Linked DNA regions of Anser cygnoides: region 1 is linked to region 2. Evidence: chromatin contacts called from public Hi-C data. All regions are on one chromosome and are shown on one strand. Each heading gives the region's core, a stretch centred on a gene start, on an enhancer-like site or on the middle of the called end of the contact. The rest is flanking DNA. Distances are from core to core; before and after follow the strand shown. Region 1 holds the start of IVNS1ABP (influenza virus NS1A binding protein). Region 2 has its middle 51 kb from the start of IVNS1ABP.

Region 1 (5,237 bases), core at 2,223-4,722, 52 kb after region 2:
GTTCTACACAAGGATTTCTGCAACTATAATGAATTGCTGAAAATCCTTCCAAAATGTAGCAGGGAAAACTTATGGAACAGTAAATTGGTATACATAATAATGTGAGAGAACACGAGAGACCTTTAATTGCAATACCTATCTATCTCTATTTTAAATATATATAGATATTAAGTGAGGTTTCACTAGATTTTATTCAGCTTAACAAAACATTCTGTTCATTCATAAAAGCTATTTGTATTTTTAAAGGAAGACAACTTAAATATCATGGACCTGACCTTGGTAATGTGCCTCACTAAGGCTGTGTATGTCACTGAGCTATACTAGTATGTGTCAAAAAAGAAAAGCTCCATGATGCTAGATTTAAAGATATATTGTTGAGTTGCTTACCTGAAAACAGGATTTGTTGTTACTTCTAGGACTTAAGTATTTTTTCTTCATTTTCTCCATTTTTAATGCAGCAATCCAAGCCACATATTTTGCTCTCACCAAATGAAATATTTTCACGTGTCAGGTGGTCTTTGTGACTAAGCTGTGGAGGAAACAGAGTTTAATGTTATGACAATAAGCCTTCCTGGTACCACAAATTTACAAATTCAGCCTCCACAAGCATAACTTTAGTCTTTTTTTTTTTTTCTTGAAATACAGTGTTATTAAAGACACGGTATTGTTAAAGAAGAGTTCTCAACATCTTAATATCACTGTTACAGCACAGGACAGCTGTCAAAGTAGGAGCTCTAGGACTCTAATGAACATCACCATCGATGCTGCTCTGATGTTTGCACCTGTGCTAACTAGTTCTTCCGCTTCAGCTCCCAGTAACTTAATTGTCTGGTATCAACTTGATCCCACCAGCCCCTTTCAATAAAGTGTTCTTTATGAATCAAGCAACCTCGCTTAGAAAACAAAAAATTGCAGTCACAGCTTTCTGCATTCTACTCGTTGACATGCTTCAAGAACTAAGCAATACTGCCTACTTGCCTCTTCTGTTCCACCGAGCAGATTTTTCCCATCCAGAGACCTCATCTAGACAGAGTGATCTCCTGACGTTCAGTGCTTGCCAGTGGCCAAGTTTTGACTAACAGTTTTTAACGTGTATCATCCACAGTTCAGTAACATGGGGAATGGTGCAGCTGCTATCTGAGCTTGGTCATTTAAATTATTAGATATTTATGTAAAGCTGCTCAAGATCTCAAGATACACTTTTGGCTAAGCCATTGGGCAGCCTAGGTGAAACTCAAGCAGAAAATGTACTCATATGTGCGATGTTAAATCTACTGTTGGATTGTTATATATGAAAGAACAAACAAAGCAAGAGAGTAATACCTGAGTATTTCTGAGAGATCTTGCTTTCTTGAGCAAAAGTGACAGCTGAGGAGAGCACACTTGTATCTCACTTTCACTGCTCTCTCTTATAAGAAGAGTGATACTTGTGTCTAACATTTAGCGTAAGTTTCATAGAGACAGATACCAGAGTATTTAGCAAATTCAAATAAACTTATTTGCATGTTACAGAAGGCTTTTCCATCATCACAGGAAACAGTCATGTATCAGCTGTAACAATGGTGTTTTAATAATGTATACTGATTTCATGTGAATCACAAAGCAAGAAGCACCTTTCTGGGGTTGTGAGTTTGGGTGATCATAATGCAACTGGTCCCAAGAAGACAATGCCCGAGATCAGAGTCTAGCCAGTCTCAAAAAGCACAAACATGTTCCTTTGCCACAAGTATCTATGTGAAAAGAACTGGAAATACCCACCTGTTAACTGTGCTGTAAAGAAGATGCTATGCTTGCTCTTTGACATCACTAAGAGTAGCTGATAATGAAAATTAATGGTGATTCATAAAGACGTGTCCTTTCCTAAGAATACTGTAACAGCAGCTTGAGTAATACCGAGATTTACTTAATTAAGGAACATCCCCAGAACTGTTTCATTTGATCACAGTACTTGTGCCTTGTCTTCACCTCCCTCTCCTTCCCAGCTTTACCACAACTGCCTTTGATTAGCATGTCCTTAATAAGCTTCCTTCAAAAAGAAAGCGAAGAGTGGGAAGGTAGGCACTGAGGTGTGGCTAGTAATTTAAAAATTGAAAGGAACAGGGACTGGAAATATATCAGAGAGAGGTGAGAAGCCAAGACATTTCTGTTTGCTGCAGGCAGCATGAGAATCTGGAAAGAGGGCCCAGCATGGGTGCTGCGTTACCACACACATTTCCAGAGAGTGGTTAGATATGTACCCCTGAGCACTGTACCTGTGGCTTAATGCCTCTGTTCACCTCTCAGTAGACAAGACAATTACTTTCAGCACACTGAAGCGCTTTCTTCTTGTAACCTCATAACCATCCAACTCCAGTGTTTCAAAATATGCTTTTCTACTGAGACTCTTGAAGAATATTAGGTAAATGGGGAAATATTATCATATATGTCTTATATATTTGACAGCTTAGATTCTGAAGCTGCATCTAACATAACCTCCTATAAATTCCCTAGTTTCTGAACAAGGTGGCCTCAGAATCACGAGAAAGTACAGGGGGAAATAGTGTGGGGAAGCCTGGAAGCCATACCACTGCCTTCCAGGTGACCTTGATGCTTTAAATTAGGAAATAAGCAAGGAACCTCAGACTTCATCCAACTACATGTTTTATTTATTATGATATTGCAGTAGCACTCAGGGCTCCAGCCATGAATCAGAAACCCATTACGCTATCTCCCATGCAAACACATAATAAACAGACAAGACTTCAAACACCCCTCATTTATCAGCAGCGATGTTTGAAAACTCCTTTGCCTAGGAAGATATGATTTATCTCGAAAAGCAGGGGCATATTTCACATTCGGATGGGAAAACGCCTTTATCCGAGCGGCTCACAGAGGCTGAGGCCAGAGCCGGCTGCCACACAGGGCAGGCTGCCACGGGGAGCGTCCGGCACTGCGCCAGCTGCCCTCGGGTTATGCCTGTCCACGTATCTGGCTGTCCTCAGCTACAGGCCCAGGTGAAGGGAGGCCACCATAGCTGGGGAGGAAAGGCGTGACTAGGTGTGAGAAACAAAATCATCGAGCTGGGCGTGCTTGAGCTAAGAGCTACCAGTAAGGGCGCGAGGGCATCCGCTCAGACACGGCCCAGGGCCAGCCTCTGCCTTCTCTCACGCCGCCGCCTCCTTCCCCTTCCCCTTCCCCTGCGTGCCCGGCGCTCTCCCAGGCCCGGGGGCGCTTGGCGGGGGGAAGGCCTCCCGCCTCCCGCCTCCCGCCTCCCCTCACGGCCCGCCGGCCGCCACCGGCTCCCGCTCCCCTCGGGCGGCGGCAGCGCCCCCGTCCTCCCGCCGGCCACCTCGCCCTAACCCCCTCGGGAGGCTGGGAAGGACGGAGGGATGGAGGGCAGGAAGGAGGGCGGAGGCCGGGAGGGCGCGATGCCGCCCGCCCCAGCGCCGCCTCCCGCCCGCCCCGCAGGAGGCGGAGGGCGCCGCGGGCTCTTCCTGCTCCGGCGGCGGGTCCTCGGCGCTGTGCCCGCGCTCCCGCTCCGCTCCGCCTGCCTCCTGCCTTCTCCCTCGCTTTCTCCCTCCGTCCCTCCGCCGCCGCCTCGCTCCGCTCCCTCTTCCCGGCTGGCTGGGGCTGCGTCTCCGCCTCGGCTTCCCCCGCAGCCTGGAGCCTCCCAATATGAACGGCGTCGTCTGCGCTCAGAGGCACCAGGTGGGGCGGCGGGGGGCCGCGGCTCTTTGTTCCCGGCGCGGGGCATGGCGGCGGGCGGGGCGGGCAGCGCCGTCGGACCGGCAGGGCGAGCGGAGCCCTGCGCCTCTCGCGCGGGGCCGGGGCCGGGGCCGGGGCCGGGGCGTTCTGCTTTTTTCGAAACGTTTCTCAAATCCCGAAGTTGCGCCGAGGAGAAGAGGCGTGATCCGCCCTCAGGCGGCGCCCCAAGGTCAGGCCGCCGGCCCGCGCCTCAGCCTCAGCCCGGCCGCCCGAGGAGAGCGCCCGGGGCCGGGCCTGGCGCGCGGCGGGTCGCGGCCGGGGGCCGAGGGCCGAGGGAGGGGTGCTGGCACGGGCACGGCCCCCCCGACACCCGCATCGCTTCTGGGAGCGGGCTGCGGGCCCGTCGGTGCTGCTGGAGGCCGGCGATAAATCAGAGGCCCTCTGGGCGTTAACGCTGGAGGGGAGGGGGAGAGCCACGGCAGGGCTGTGTGCCTGCAAGCCCGCCTGGCCGGCGGCCTCTCGGAACGCCTCAGAGGCTTTTCACGACGGAGAACACCCCGGCCTCGGCAGTTTCACTGCTGCTCCCAAGACTCCCAGAAACATAAAAAGCGAATTGGTTGCAGTTCTGTGAAGGGTGAAAAAATGTTGACAAAGTGAGAGGCGAGGCATCCGAGTTACTTACGAAGGAAGAAGGATAGCAAGGCCGAGTGGTGACAGACTAGTGGAAATTCAGTATCATATCACTCTCTCCGTATTCGTCACAGTTTGTGAAGGGGAATTTTTTTTTTTTCTTCAGTGATGGGTGTGTAGACATCACATTTATTCTTTTCCGTCAGGGATCTACAAAGTAAGGAACTAAGCAGGATGTACCGCTGCGATGGTGAGATCGGTTTAATTTTAGAAGGTGGATTTTGTCACCACAAACCCAGCTCCTGGAGCACAGACAGGATGCAGCAGTCAGCAAATACATGCCAATTAGGAAATGGTACTTTAGCTACTGTAAATAGGTATAATTTCTTTCCTCAGTTTGAGTGTTTAAGAAGTGGGGAGTGTTAAAGGCAAAAACTGCCCAGCTGGGAGGGATGAGACAACAAACAAACAAACCCAAACAGTTTGCTGGTTGTGTGATAAACGTTTGAAGAACTGTAGGAAGTGTGTTAGTAGAAATCCATGGGGGTGGGGGGTGGGAGAGAAATGTTCAGGTTTTAAGAGACTATGTATGAGGCAGAAAGTAGACAAAGACAATGAAAACAACAACAAAAAAGTTTTAACGAGGTGGAAAAGGAGAAGAGGAAGTGCAGAACCGGTATGGAAAAAGGAACATGAGACAGTGAAAGAGAGCATGTCAGAAGCATGGCGGAAAAGCACTGGAAATGAGTCCTAACTGGGCAGCTGGTGTGTTGCAGCTGAGTTGTAGTCGAAGGAGCAGTAACATTCTAGCACAAAATCTGCTTCTTGTAAATTTTTCTAGGTCTTCAAGGACACGTTTTTGTATACAGAGCTCTGTAGCCTTGCTCTCTGTAATGCAGTCCAAGTATTGCATTTTCTTGGAC
Region 2 (5,351 bases), core at 730-3,229:
GAGATTATCATCTGTCTCTGCAGAAAGTAGATGCACAAATACCACCAAGCAGTACCATTTCGGGAGCTACTGCCAGCCTCAGGCGCGATTTTCAGTCTCAAGGAATCCAAGTCAGCGTGAGCTCCATAACACTTCACTCCTGTTTTTACAAAAAATACAGTTCCAGTGGGGCCACTTCCACCCCGAGAAGTCAGTTTGCAGAGAAACCAGTTTGGGATTATCAGTGACTTGATAGAAATCAAGCTGTGAGCTGTCTGTGCCTGCTTGCCACTCCAGTCACCAATCTACTGTTCATTATCAGCACCTAATAGGCTCAGAGCCAGCAAATAGGAAATAGCAGGTGGAGAGGATGAACTGGAATTTAGACAACAGGACACAAGCCTTTTAAGGCATCCGATTTACAAACACGGAAGAAATTGACACCCAGGCTTTTTCTTTTGTCAAGCCACTGTCTATCAGGAAGTACCTACTGGCATGTTTTCAAACTCTTATATCAAACTCTGTCAAAGAAGGGCAAGCAGGGAAGAAAAAAATTCAAAAGGTGGTGTTAACATTCATCTACTGACCAATATATTTGTATAACATCTAAATGAAGCAGCATGCCAAAGGTTCCATTTGCAAATTAAGGCTTGCTCTATAATCCTCAGTTTGCTTTAGATTTGTACTGATGTAGTAAAAAAAAAAAAAAAACCTATATATACCTGATTACATTCATATGTTTTGCAACAATTCAGTTCATGAAATCAACAGCAACAACAACAAACCCAAATATTGATATATTTCCTAAGTCTGAAAGCCCCGTGTGTTTTGGTTTTCTGCCTTATCTGGCCAATACACATGGCCTTATAACGTATTATGTGTTTTCTAAAAGTCAATTTTTAATCAACTGCAGTCTTAGTGACCTCCTCTGGAGCATTCAAAGTACAGTCCAGGTTTGGTTTACATATTGATAGGTCACTCCAGAACAAGATCAGTGATCCATGGAAGCATTTCATATGAAATTCAGCCAACAGCATACTCCGCCAACAGCTGACCGTACTGAAAGCCATCCTGGGCATGCATGGTAACTACCTTTTCTAGCTGAGCCTGGTCCAGTCTCCCTCCAGACAGTCATCACTCTGTTGCAGGTATATCTAGCTGTGTCTCGCATGATTTCCTCTGGATCCAGGCTGAATTCAGTCCCTGTTTCTCCTAAGAGGTCTTTCAGGCATGCCTGCACTCACCTCTTGTCCCAGTGCTTTCTGTAGAGATGCATATCTGTAGTTGGTTTCACTTTCCAAAAAACAGGGACCCAGTTGTACAGTTCCACACACTCCCCCAAAATGCTGCTTAGCTCTTCAGGCATCTGGCAGCAGATGGTATCCTCAATACCAGTGGGAACTACTGTGAGCGTCAAAGCAGGCAATCAACTGATGTACCCAATACACGTAAAACTCTCAGCAGAGAGTCATCCTCACTCCCCACCATCCTGAGATGTAGGGAACATTGAGGAAATGCAGTGAGGGTGCAGCACTGGAGGACGGTAAGCAGGGCAGAGGGTATGCCAGGCAGCAGGGATACGCAGCACCATCTCCCAGGCCAGGAGCATCAGGAAGTTTCCACAACACTTGCAGTGTGCTTCCTTCAGCAACCTTGGAGCTAAAACAGAGTGGCCCTAAGGACACTCTATGCACCTTGTGGGGATACAGCTTGTCTGGTTTGTCCTTACGTGATTGAGCTCTGAGCAGAAAGGGAGAAGGATCTGGGCATACCAAAACCGTACCATCAAAACACCTACATATTACAGCAAGAAGTGTTATTAAAATGAGTTACACAAGCATAAAAGGATCTACAACAGGCAAGGGAAAATATGAACACAGACTCCTCAGAGTAAATCAGAAGTTTGCTCTTTGTGCAGCTATCATAGATCATCCTATTCCTGGACACTGCTGTAATATTTCTGTCTCGAATGAAAACTGAGCAGAAATATGTTTTATCCTGTCTATTGGAAAAATTTCTCAAACCCACTAGCAGGTTTGTTTTGTTCTCTAGGAGTTTATACAAGGCGCCTTTATACAGCTAACCAGCAAGATGGATGGAAATCTTGAATTCCATGTTTTTAGCCAGCTACTTTAATTTACTTTAGCTACTTTCAAAGTGTCCCAAACACAGCAATAATCTGTAGTATTAAATAAAATTGGATTTACTTTAGCACTAATTGAACTGTGCTACCTGCCACCCCTTGTTTTGTATACAATAGGTAAATAGTACAAGTAGTTTTGTGGAGTTACTCTGGGAATAGTTTATTTCTGTTTCCCTTCTCAAAGCTGCACAGAGTGTTCCCTCAGGTTCACACTTAACCTACTCCTTGTGCTAACATTGTGTTGATGTTTTTAACCACCTGAAATATATTTGTTTTAATGACCCATATCCTGATGTCAACCTGGCCACAAAAATAAGTTCATAAAAGTACTGGGAAATAGAAGGTACAAGTTCAAAGGCAGGCATTTCTGTTTTGCCTGGTTTAGGGTCGTGCTGGCCAGCTTCCAGGGAACAATGGTTGCATCTTGTTTACACAAGGCCGAGCAGACAACCCCTTCCTGCCAGGAGTACTTGAAAGCCTGCTGTCAAAGTGGGCTACCTGCCTGGGAAATGGGCAAGGAGGCAGAGACCCGTCATCTGGAAAGGTTATTTTTCCCACAGTCGGGAGGACAGCTAGAACTGCCCTTCCTCCTCGTATGTTGTTTTCAGTTTGAATCAAGATTGCACTCTCTAAAGCGTCAGATCCACTCCACAAACCTGTAAACAATCATATTCTCTTTTAAATATTTACAGCAGAAAGAAAACAGGACAAGTTTTGGTCACTTTGCCGCAGGAGTATGTATGACTACTGTGTAGTTACAACACTAGTGCAGTCTTACACTTGCCTCACATCCACCCAGGAAATTGCTTTATGCAGTGCTTTCTACAAAGAGCTGGGCTAAACTGTTCCCTTATTTTACACAGATCACTAGATTGGACCTCTCCAATAAAACACAATATGTGCTGTGTCCTTGCAGAGGTATGGGCTGTTTACCTAAGCTTGCTAAAACAGGATTTGATCTGCAGTATGTTGAGCAAATATACCACTGTCTTAAAGGTGAAAAGAGAATCTGAGTAGTGTGTCAGCCAGCCAACCTTTAACCCTTTGAAAAGTCATGCTTAAACAAATGTGAACCAAGAATACAGGCTAATTAAAATAAGGCAACAAGTTGTCAAAGCAGTATACCTTCCTGCCTGGATGGGGCAAGTGCTCTAGTGGCTAAAGGTTTCTTTCCTCGAGGTAGAAAGGGACATTGCCACAGGACATTCTCACAAGGAACTGCCACCAGAGTATAGCTACCAAATCATGGATGTGCAACACGCTGAAACAAATTCCTCTCCAAATGCAGCCATCAATGAAAGATTAATATCAGACCTGGAGGGTATTGCAAGTGGGACCATATCACGTTTAGGGCGAGTCTAGAACTCATATCTTAATGCAATAACTTGGGTGAGAATAGAGGAAGTGTGCTTATAAAATTTGCGACGCAATTGCAGATGCTTTGGAGGACAGGATAAGAACTGAAAGTTGGCACAACAAATTGAAAAGGAGGTCAAAAAGAAAAGAAACAGGACCCCAAAGAGCTTATCTACCCTGTCTGACCCACAGGATCGGTTCTACCAACACAACTACTTCAATTTTTCTGTCACACTAATTCTTAAAATCCTCTAGTGGTCAAATTTCCATGTATTCTGTATTTATTTTTCCCCCAGGGCTTTACTACGCTTACTGCTAGAAGAGCTTTCCAAAAAAATAAACAAAATCTCCCTTACTACAATCTGAGGGTTTTTTTAAGGGTTTACAGATTTATGTCCCACAGTCCTTCCTTTGGCTGTCTTTAAATTGGAAGAACTGGGGTTGTTTTACTTTTTCCCTAAAAATTATATTTACATTATATTAGATCTTTGATCACACTCTCTGCTTTCCTCCTGATGCTCTCTGATCAGCCCATGCCTCTCCTGAAAAGCAGCATCCAAAGCCGGACCCAGCTCTCCCGTCAAGGTCTTACTAATGCTGAGCAGAGTAGACACATTACTACTCTTCTTCAAATAACGCTCCTCATTTCACACTCTGTTACAATATTACCTTCTCCATAGCAGCAGACCATTGCTGCTTAGCATTTGATCTGTGATTCCTTCTGCTGGCCTCCATTTCTTTGCTGCAGCTTCCTCGGTGCAACAGCTTCCTCCATGCACACAAAATGACCTCTTGAAATCAAACTAGACATTGAGGGCTCTGAAGTCAGAAGCCCACACCTCCACTTTTCCGGGGGAAGGCCAAATGACACAGGTGGTTATAAGCTTTAGTCAGTGGTATAGTTGTGACAGTTTGCCGGAATTTAAATACTGTTGTAGGCAGAAGGAGTTTGCAGATTTAGCCAGGGGTTTCATCATTGCAACACGGAGTTAGCCTACCAAAATGAAGATAGTGCTCAGAAAGATTAATGCAACACCAAGAGGCATACTCACAGCATCTTCCGTGTGAGTGACATTTCCTTCAAGCACCTGCATAAACCTGACTAATCCTGATCTTTTTTGAATCAAAGTGACACCCTGCTTACCAAGGAACTTTATTCAATCAGTACGTGTCATCTCACTGGAGCCAACAACCTCTCCCCTCCGGTCTTTCAGGAAGACCTTTGTACAGCTGGCTTCTCCTTTGATCCCTAAGCTCTTGGCAAAACAGCTATGTCATCCGGGTCAAGTAAGGTAATCTGAATCTTTAGATCTATTACCTTGCTGTTGTTTCAAAGAGTATTGTTTGGAGTCCCTTACAAGGCATTAAACTGCATTGGCCAAGAGATTTCCTCCCCTTGCCTGGTCTTAAACATGCAAGAAAATGCACAAAATTACTTTTTTTTTTTTTTTTCCCCTCACCTCCTTCCTTTCTTAACTTTCATTCTTTCTTTTCTCTATTTCTCTCTTGCACTCTCCTCCTCTTTCTCTGTCTCTTCCTTCTCCCTTCCATCTCCACCATGTATCTTACTAGCGACAGATAATAATAAGCCTCATTAAAGACTCAATTATTCAGCCTTAGGTTCCACAAACCACAGAAAGCTAGCATCCCATTTTCAGTGACGTCAAAAAGTCAACGTTTTAAAAGCCCACAGGAAATCTTGGGAAATACTATAATCCCATTACAGATGGGATTTCAATTAAAAATAAACAAGCACGCAAAATAGCCCAACACCTCCACATCCCAAGTCAGGCTTTCATTTCTCACCCTTCCTGCTTAAAATCGATTTTTGCTATTAAAGGTGCTTTCAGAATGAGACCACACACGACCCTGA

What was found. Hi-C and Micro-C count contacts between places; a contact is called where the count stands out from the background.
Region 1: a Hi-C map of liver shows a contact between it and region 2, with 1.8 times the contacts expected there. The contact joins the promoter of IVNS1ABP here to the enhancer-like site in region 2. A contact is called at or near these places in 2 of 7 Hi-C or Micro-C datasets (both in liver).

What each region holds. Positions count from the first base shown.
Region 1 is chr8:16,579,035-16,584,271 of Taihu_goose_T2T_genome, forward strand. IVNS1ABP (influenza virus NS1A binding protein) reads left to right here and starts at 3,473. Exons shown (of 15, transcript XM_048059236.2): 1 at 3,473-3,687. It overlaps LOC106034011 (a long non-coding RNA gene), which reads right to left and starts at 3,301. Exons shown (of 4, transcript XR_007161558.2): 1 at 1,759-3,301; 2 at 388-529.
Region 2 is chr8:16,529,027-16,534,377 of Taihu_goose_T2T_genome, forward strand. No RefSeq gene overlaps it. Among named protein-coding and RNA genes, the nearest start is that of IVNS1ABP, 51 kb to the right of the region's middle. Within about 2 kb of position 1,980, at least 3 of the 3 cell types and tissues checked have open chromatin away from gene starts, as enhancers often do. A contact at or near this core is called in liver, where this site is marked.